Regions from separate parts of the Mus musculus genome. Here region 1 is linked to region 2. A link is a contact called in public HiChIP or PLAC-seq data. All regions are on one chromosome and are shown on one strand. Each heading gives the region's core, a stretch centred on a gene start, on an enhancer-like site or on the middle of the called end of the contact. The rest is flanking DNA. Distances are from core to core; before and after follow the strand shown. Region 1 holds the start of Anxa3 (annexin A3). Region 2 overlaps Mrpl1 (mitochondrial ribosomal protein L1).

Evidence for each region. HiChIP or PLAC-seq counts read pairs in DNA pulled down with a chosen protein or histone mark.
Region 1: an H3K4me3 HiChIP or PLAC-seq map of bone marrow-derived macrophages shows a contact between it and region 2, with 4 times the contacts expected there. The contact joins the promoter of Anxa3 here to the enhancer-like site in region 2. A contact is called at or near these places in 16 of 39 promoter capture datasets (the 3T3-L1 cell line, 3T3-L1-derived adipocytes, the C10 cell line and 12 more), 1 of 484 Hi-C or Micro-C datasets (nephron progenitors), 10 of 115 datasets of contacts at active chromatin or transcription factors (the NIH/3T3 cell line, acute myeloid leukemia, bone marrow-derived macrophages and 6 more) and 3 of 9 other capture datasets (adipose tissue, embryonic stem cells and liver).

The regions. Positions count from the first base shown.
Region 1 is chr5:96,791,997-96,796,503 of GRCm38.p6, forward strand. Anxa3 (annexin A3) reads left to right here and starts at 1,389. Exons shown (of 13, transcript NM_013470.2): 1 at 1,389-1,567.
Region 2 is chr5:96,242,169-96,246,235 of GRCm38.p6, forward strand. The region is part of intron 7 of Mrpl1 (mitochondrial ribosomal protein L1); the gene reads left to right. Among named protein-coding and RNA genes, the nearest start is that of Mrpl1, 34 kb to the left of the region's middle. Within about 2 kb of position 2,788, at least 13 of the 459 cell types and tissues checked have an H3K27ac peak or open chromatin away from gene starts, as enhancers often do. A contact at or near this core is called in acute myeloid leukemia and bone marrow-derived macrophages, where this site is marked.

The sequences.
Region 1 (4,507 bases), core at 139-2,638, 550 kb after region 2:
GTGGTGATAGTGGTAGTGGGGTGTATATGCACATGCGTTTGTTGTGTGTGTCTGAGCATGCAGAAACCAGAGCAGTATGTCTTCCAGTGTTGCTGTCTGCCTTATTCCCTTGACAGAGTCTCACACAGAACCAGGAACTTACCATTGGTTAAGCTGGTTTGCCAGCCAGCTCCAAAACACAGATTAATACCAAATTTTACATGGGTCCTGAGGATTCAAACTTAGGACCTCGTTTTTTACAAACTTTTTACCCTCTGAGATATTCCCCTAGCCCCTCTGTTCCACAGGCTTTAATAAAAACTTCTGTGTCCTAGAAACAACCTGAAGAATGTAAAAGTAAACAGATGACATAGTCCACTAACTTCAATGTCTGATAATTAGTGGCTTTTCCACCTATCTTCTTTCACAGACACTACCCGATATTAAGTGGATGTCTTTAGGTTTCTATTGCTGGGGTAAAACATCGTGGCGAAAAGAAACTTGAGGAGGAAGGAACGAGTTTGTTTCAGTTTATGCGTCCGCAGCACACCCTGCCATTGAAAGAAGTCAGGGCAGGAACCTAGAGGGACCCTGGAACCGGAAGCAGGAGCTTGCGCAAAGGCCAAGGGAAGAATGCTGTCTATTTTGCTCTCTAGGACTTGATCAGTCCTTAAAGGCATACAAGGACCAGCAGCCCAGGGATAGCACCGCCCACAATGGTCTGGGTCCTCCCACCTCAAACGCTAATTAAGGAAACAGAGTCCTAAAGGCTTGCCTAAACCTCATTTTATGGGAGTCACTTTCTCAATTAAGGGTTCTAGTTTGTGGGGAGCTGACACAAAACTGGCCATTTTAGTGGGAATTTAATGTTTATCCTCCGTGACTTACCTGTGGTTCTGAGGGCTCAAAACACAAACACTGGTGCTTCTCTGAGCTCTAATCCTCCCTTTAGAGTCAAAAGGCCAAGCAGAGACACTCCTCAGACTCATAAACTCAAAATCTAGCTCTGCCGTTCTTTCTGTATGATTTGACCTCCCTTGCCTCTGTGACTCCTTGTAAAATGAGTACAATCGCATCTGTCTTGTAGTTTGGTTATCATGCGGGGTTTAGACCAGTGCCTGACTCGAAGGACCCTCTAGGTAAGTAAGCCATACTTAGTATAGGTACCTGTGAGGACTGTCAACTCTGAATCCATGCTGTCTAGAAAATGAGCCAAGCCCTAAAAGGAGGGGGTGGGAGTGGGGGTGGGCGGGGGATGGGCGGGGGGTGAGAAAAGTGAAAAGAAAGAAGACAGAGGAAAGGGTTTGGGTTTGGAGGAAGCTGGAGGAGGATGTGAGGGAGACAGGGGAAGGGGAGGGCTTGCGAGGGGGGCGTGGTGGGTAGGTCACGACTGGAGCAGAGAGGATCCTGGATCCAAGAGCCACTTGCAAGCCGGTCCTGGGCAGTCCGTGAGTAGAAACAGGAGGAGGGGCTGAGGAAGGGTGCGGTCTGGGTTGCCACCCAGGCTAGCCGGGAGCTACGGCCGGCCGAGGCTGATCTTTCACCTTCGCTGAGCTTCTGCCTGGGCTTCGCCTCCGCGGCCCCAAGGGTAAGTTTCCCATGCCCGCCCCTCTACAACCACGGAACATCAGGTTCCCGCGGAGTCCCAGGTCGTGAGCGCAGCTTGCTCCTGGGGCTGTTCCCTCCCCTCCCTTCCCCCAAGCCCTCTTCCCTTCTATGGAAATAGAAGAGACTTGACCTGGGGGGCACAAGGGCCGAGCTGAGTAAGTTATCAAACTTAGGGTCTTGCAGCCCAAGCTCACATCCAGGGGACTGCTCATTCCTAAATGTCTCGGAAACATTTAAAAGAAGAAGGGTTAGAGGAAGGTCTCCTGCCCCTGCTCAGAGTTCTGTGCTGAGAACTTTTTTCCTAAGGCTCCCATGAGAGATCTTTCTCCCCTCCAAGTGTCTTTTAGCTTTACTTTGTATAGGTAGGAGAAAGATGTATTGGACTTTGAGAGTTGGGGAACTTCGGTTTTCTCTTTTAAAAGACACCGTTTTCTTTGATTGCAACAGAATTCTATTCACTAGACATGAATCACCTCCCCTGCTTCTTGAGTCAGCAGGTGAGGTATCGAGGTAGAGGTATGTGGTTTGTGATTGCAAATAGCCATATATAGAAGTTCTGGGTCCTGTGCCAATAGAAAGTTGAGCAGCCGGGGCAAAATTCTTCCCCAGGAGGTGCGTTAAAGAGAAGAGGTTCCTGCCCCCGAGAGAACTTCAGTTTCTACTCCTCACCAACATCATAAAAAGCAGACTAAAAGGTTATTCTATGAAGAATCATTACTGGTTTTCCTGAAGGTGGAAGTTTCAAACTGCCTAGAAAGGTACTTTTAAACTCAAACGAAGATCAGACCACTGTCCGCAGATCTGTTGGTGTTGAGAAATCGGTAGAAATGCCAGCAGGAGGAAGTACAAGAAAATGTAGCTGCTGTAATCCCCTTCAGGAAGGATGTGTTTAAAGCTCTATTGTTAGATCACTTGGCTTGCACTATGGAGTAATTCTCTACTTTTTACAAGCTTAAAGGATGGCTTGATAATACTTCTTAGAAATTTCCACATTATATTGGATCAACAAATGTCAAGCATCAGTTTGGGTCCGGGGCCACAGGGCTTGGGGATTAACGGTTCATTCCTTTGCAATCTAGATGCCTGGGTTCAGTCGGGTCGACCCAATAGCTGTATGGTGGGGATTTCACTATTGCTTCCTGTGCCTCCAGCATCTTCCTGTGCTGTTAATGATGTCTCTCTCACTAACTAGGTTATTCTGAGGCTTATGTTTAAATCATTGAATACAGTTTTTTTTTTTTCATATACACCAGTGAATAAACATTGCACAAATCCCCAGCTTTGAGAGCTCACTTTCTAACACTTTGCCTGTCACCTGACACCTAGTAAAAACACAAGATGCTGGCTGACAGCATAATCTATCTTATTTCCTCCCAGCAATAGAAACAGCCATCTCCCTATTTTACACATGAGGAAATCCTGACTCAAATTAGGTCTCGAATTAAGAGATGTGTTAGCATTTTGTCTGTGTGACAGAACATCTGAGAGGAAGAATTTAAAAGGAAGAAAGATGTCTTTTTAGCTCATGGTTTTAGAGATTTTAGCCCAGGTCAGGTCAGCTGGCTCCGTTGCTAATCATTCAACGTGAGGCAGGACATGCTCATAACAGAGTCCCTGGCAGAGGAGAATACCCCACCTCATGGCCGCCAAGACGCAGAGACCAAGTGTGGGCAGTGCCAGGGAGAATACAGGGAGCTCTGAGGCCGCTCCTAAGGGATCTGCTCTCTTTAGGGAGTCTTACCCCTTAAGCTTCCACTGTTTCCCATTAAATTAGGACACCATCAATGGATTGATCTATTGTTGAGGTTAAAGTGACCATTCCTGATCCAGTTGCTTATGAAACTCCTCAGCTCTGAACACAGCTGCATTCGGGACCAAAATGGGAAGGCCTGTTGTACGTGACAAGAAGCAACCTTATCCTGTATCCACTGTATAGTCTGGAGAGAGATAGAGGGTCAGACCCTTTAATTAGAGAGGACAGGCCAGGGGAGCAGTGGTGGCGCACACCTTTAATCCCAGCACTTGGGAGGCAGAGGCAGGTGGATTTCTGAGTTTGAGGCCAGCCTGGTCTACAGAATGAGTTCCAGGACAGCCAGGGATACACAGAGAAACCCTGTCTCACCTCTGCCCCCCCCCCCCAAAACAAAACAAAACAAAACAAAAAAGAAAAAGAAGAAAAAAAAAGAGAACACAGAAGTTTCAGAGAATGAGCAAACATTAGGGCTAAATACTTCCAGTGACTATTAATGTGGTTTCAGGTCCATCTTTGGCCCTGAACTGCCACTGAAGTTTTAGAATATTTTGTTGCCAGGATGGGTGGGAACAGTTTGTATTTCTGAATCCACACTGGAGACAAGCCAGCACATCTGAGTAATGTTTACTTATGGAAGGTGTGCCTGGGTTCAAGGAAGTGGCCCTTTTCCTGTCTGCACCTACTTGGAATTAGCTTGACCTCCTCAAAGAGTAGAAATGGGTATTTATAACAAGCTGCGTAGGCTTGGATCTTGTAAAATGTACAGGCAAGGAATCAGTTCAAACCCAGCTAGAATTTGTCTTGGTTTGGGGGTGAGAAACAAATTCTTTCTTCTTCTTCTTCTTCTTCTTCTTCTTCTTCTTCTTCTTCTTCTTCTTCTTCTTCTTCTTCTTCTTCTTCTTCTTCTTCTTCTTCTTCCCCTTCTCCTTCTCCTCCTTCTCCTTCTCCTTCTCCTCCTTCTCCTTCTCCTCTTCCTCTTCCTCCTCCTCCTCCTCCTCCTCCTCCTCCTCCTCCTCCTCCTCCTCCTCCTCCTCCTCCTCCTCCTCCTCCTCCTCCTCTTCTTCTTCTTCTTCTTCTTCTTCTTCTTCTTCTTCTTCTTCTTCTCCTTTCTTTTCCCTATGATGGCAACCTGTTCTGGGTTAGAAGAAATCAGTAATGGACCCGTAC
Region 2 (4,067 bases), core at 1,538-4,037:
AGAGGCAAGGCATGAGAAAGAAGGTGCCTGGCCTGGAGAGTGAATCCACTCCTGTAAAACAATTACCTCTCTTAACTGAGCAACTGCATGGGACCCAGCATCCAACACTGCCACAGGGGCAGTCAAAATTCAATGTTGAGTTTTGGAGGGGACTAACCCTGTTTAAATTATTTGTCAGAGACCAAATAGTTATTTTAGGAATTCAAGGTTGGATTAACATTTAATAGTTATTATACTTTACTATGTTAATGAGCTGGAACCCCAAAGTCATTTTCAAAGACTCTAGAATGAAATTGCTGGTTCAACAGTCTCAGCCCATTAGGGATAGAAATCCCCTAGAGCGCAGTGTGCTGGTTAGTGGTAGGATGCGTGCTTATCCTCCAACAAGGTCCTGTGCTCAATCCTACAACCTCCCCACTAACATGTCACTGCCCTTAATTTTCTTGTTTTAAAAATGATTTTATTTTTATTCTTAATTACATGTATTATGTGTAGGGGTATGTGCACATGAGTGCAGGTGCCTACAGGACCTAGAGGCGTCAGATCCCCCTGGAGTTGGTGTTATAGAGAGTTGTAAGCTGCTCAGTGTGGGTGCTGAGAACCAAACTCAGGTCCTAATGCCTAGCCTAGTCTCCTTAATTTCATAAAGGATATCACAGAAAAACCAACAGCTGATATCATGCTTCATAATAAACATCTAACTCCTACTTTCTTCCTGAGATCTGCTTTTGTTCAACATTCACCACTGTTGAACATTGCTGATTATAGCAGTGCAGTAAGGTAAGGAGCAGAGTTAAAGTCATTTAGAATAGAAAGTGTGACTCATTATTTACCGATGATATGTATGGTCTAGCTAGTAAAACAAAGCAGTTATATATCACTGAAGATACTAACTCAAGGTATAAAAGTCAACTGTGTTTCTATATAACAGTAACATTCTAAATTTTAAAAATTTAATATAGAATTTGACTTATAATTTCAAAGGGGATACTTAGGAATAAGAGATGTGAGCAGTCCATATACTGAAAAGATCAAAACATAGTTGAGTGCAATTGACTCAACTATGAATGAAATATATGGTGAGGTGGACTTTGTGAAATTGTAGAATGAATTTGCAATACCAGTTCTCCTAAAGAGAAGGTTGCTTGACTGGTTACACTCTCAAAGTCCCATCAACTTTTTAAGAAGTTAACTAATTACAAAACTCATACAGACATACAAAAGACTGTTATCAGGGAGGTGGCTCAGTGGGGAGAGCAGAGTGCTTATTGCATAGTGCAGGACCTGAGTTTGAATCCCAGGCTCCACATAGATAGATAGATAGATAGATAGATAGATAGATAGATAGATAGATAGATAGATAGATAGATAGATAGATAGATAGGCAGGCATGGGGGCATGTATCTGTTCTCCCAGTGTTTTGGAAGCAGAGACAGGAAGATCCCCAGAGCCTTGTCAAATGGGTGAGCTCTAGTTTCAGTGAGAGCTCTTGTATCAAAATATAAGAGGGAGAATGATTGAGGAAGCCACCCAACATCAACTTCTGCCCTCCATATGCATGCACACAGCTTGTATGCACGTGTGCATACATATCACATGCTACTCATGTGCACACACAGAAATGCAAAGGACCTAAAATAGAACAACTTGGAATAAGAACAAAGTTGAAGATTTGCAGAACTTGTTGGTTATGATGGTGCTTGTCTTTAATCCTAGCACCCAGGGGACATAGAGGATCTTTGTGAATTTCAGACCAGCCAGGCTGCAGAATGATAATGTCTCAAATTATAAAGAAATAAAAATATTTTTATAAAGTTCTTTTGACATTACGATATTGATGTCAAGAAATAAAACAATGGAAAAAATAGAGAGCCAGAGAACATAGATGTGTGTGAAGAACTGACTTCTAGTCACTTAATAACACTGAGTGGGTAAACCACAGTGTCACCAAAACTGTTCAATATTTGTCTGCAACAAGTCAGCAGCAACCCTCATGTCAAAGCTCATATAACTCGCAATGTGTGTAAAAGTTATATGCAAACCCTTAAATGTGAATCCTAAAATTGATTACGTTAGAAGAAAGGTTTGGAAAGCTGGGTTATGGAATGAATCTTTTTAAGATGTGACAACAAAAGTGTTAGTTACTCAGAAAGAGTTGGTAGGTGGGTCTGTGTAGAGGCGAGTTCCAGATCCTGAAAAGACAGTGCAAAGACAATACACAGATTATGGAGTGAAAAACAAATGTGCAAATCACGTCTGGTAAATCCTAAGTACATAAAAAAGCTTTCTAAGCTTGATAAACTACCCAGTATTTTTGTATTGGCAGAATTTGAACACTAACAAGAGATAGGACAGATGACAAACAAAACAAGATGATCACCAGCATCTTTAGTCATTGGGTCAATGTAAACTAAAACATAGAGAATTATCACTGCATATCTACTGGATGGCTAAAACTATTCCCCCTACCTTTACCAAGGATTGGTGAGGACATAGAGGACTGGACCATGCACACACTATGAGAAAATTCAGTTTTTAAAATGATGCAACCTCCTTGACAAGCAATTTGGTAATTTGTAAAGAAGCTGAACTTCCTTTTTCTGCCCAGTTCTGCTATTCCAGTTTTAGCCGTGTATTCAGGAGAAATGAAAACATATGTTCAAGCAAATCAAAACATATGTTGATATTTATAATAATCTTTAGTTGGAAACATTTTAAATATCCATCACAGGATCCATATAAACAAAAGTAATAAATAAACTCCATATATGCTAATGTATGCTGAGTGAAAGAAGCCAGCAGGGGGGGGTATATATAGTACTATTCCATTTGTATAAAATTCTAGCAAATGTTAGCTAATTTATATTGATAGAAAGACAAATAGTGGTTACCTTGGACAAGACAAAGGCGGAGAGGGACAGGAAGTAGGAATTGCAAAGCAACATAATGAATATTAGAAGTGATTAATTATCCTGACTAGTGGTGGTTCCAGGAGTGTAAATGTATGTCAAAACTATATTGTATACTTAAGAGTATGTGCCAAGAGCTGGAGAGATGGCTCAGTGGTTAAGACCGCCTGCTGCCCTTCCTGAGGGTTTAAGTTTGATTCCCAGCATCCATGTAGGGTGGCTCTCAACTGTGTCCACCTCCCTGGATTGCCTCCTTCTGGCGTCCTTGGGCATCTGCACATATATCCACACACACACATCCACATTTATTAAAAAAAAAAAAGAAAAATCTTTTTAAAACCTTGTTGTATGTGTGTATGTTTGTGCCCGAGTGTACGTCTGGGTGGTTACTGTGTTCATGAAAGAACCTGCAGGGATCAGAAGAGGATGCCAGAGGCCCTGGAACTGGAGTTACAGGCAGTTATGACCCACTGTGTGGGGACCATATTCAGGTAGATCCTCTACAAGAACGGGAACTGCTCCAAGCTGCTCACCTATCTATCTCTTTAGTCCTGTGCTGGCTGGTTTTACGCTCCAAGAGCCAGGTTTAGAACTTTCATGTGGAGCGTAGTTTGAGTAGTTTAAACTCATTTTTCTTCTGTCTCAAAGTGGTAAATATAACCAGCTGAATTCTATGTCTTTATTTTCTTACAGGCTAGTGTTATAAACTCAACCATTATTCTTTGAACTATGTGAATGGTTTTGTAGCCAGCCAGTTTCTTTTTGAATCTTTCCTATCATTTGTACCTAAAACTTACATATTCATGTATTTACTTGTGTATATATGGAATCAACTCAAATCCTCATATCAGCAAAAATATCACTCAACTTATTTATTGAATATAATGAAGATAAAACAAGCTATTGTTGGAATATTTTGTTTTAATCACGTGCATTGCTATCCTGTGATCATCATCTATTTCTGTCTTGGCATGAAGTGTAATTGGTTAAAAATGAAGGTATTAGATTTCAGGGGAAGGTCTTAGAGCATGACCTTAGGGAGTGTGCTGTAGGGAAACAATAGGAAATTCTGACCCACACCATAGGCACATGTATGTATTTTTCTCCTTCTAGAAATATCAAGCTATAAAGCATAAATACCTCTTTAAAATTAATTTA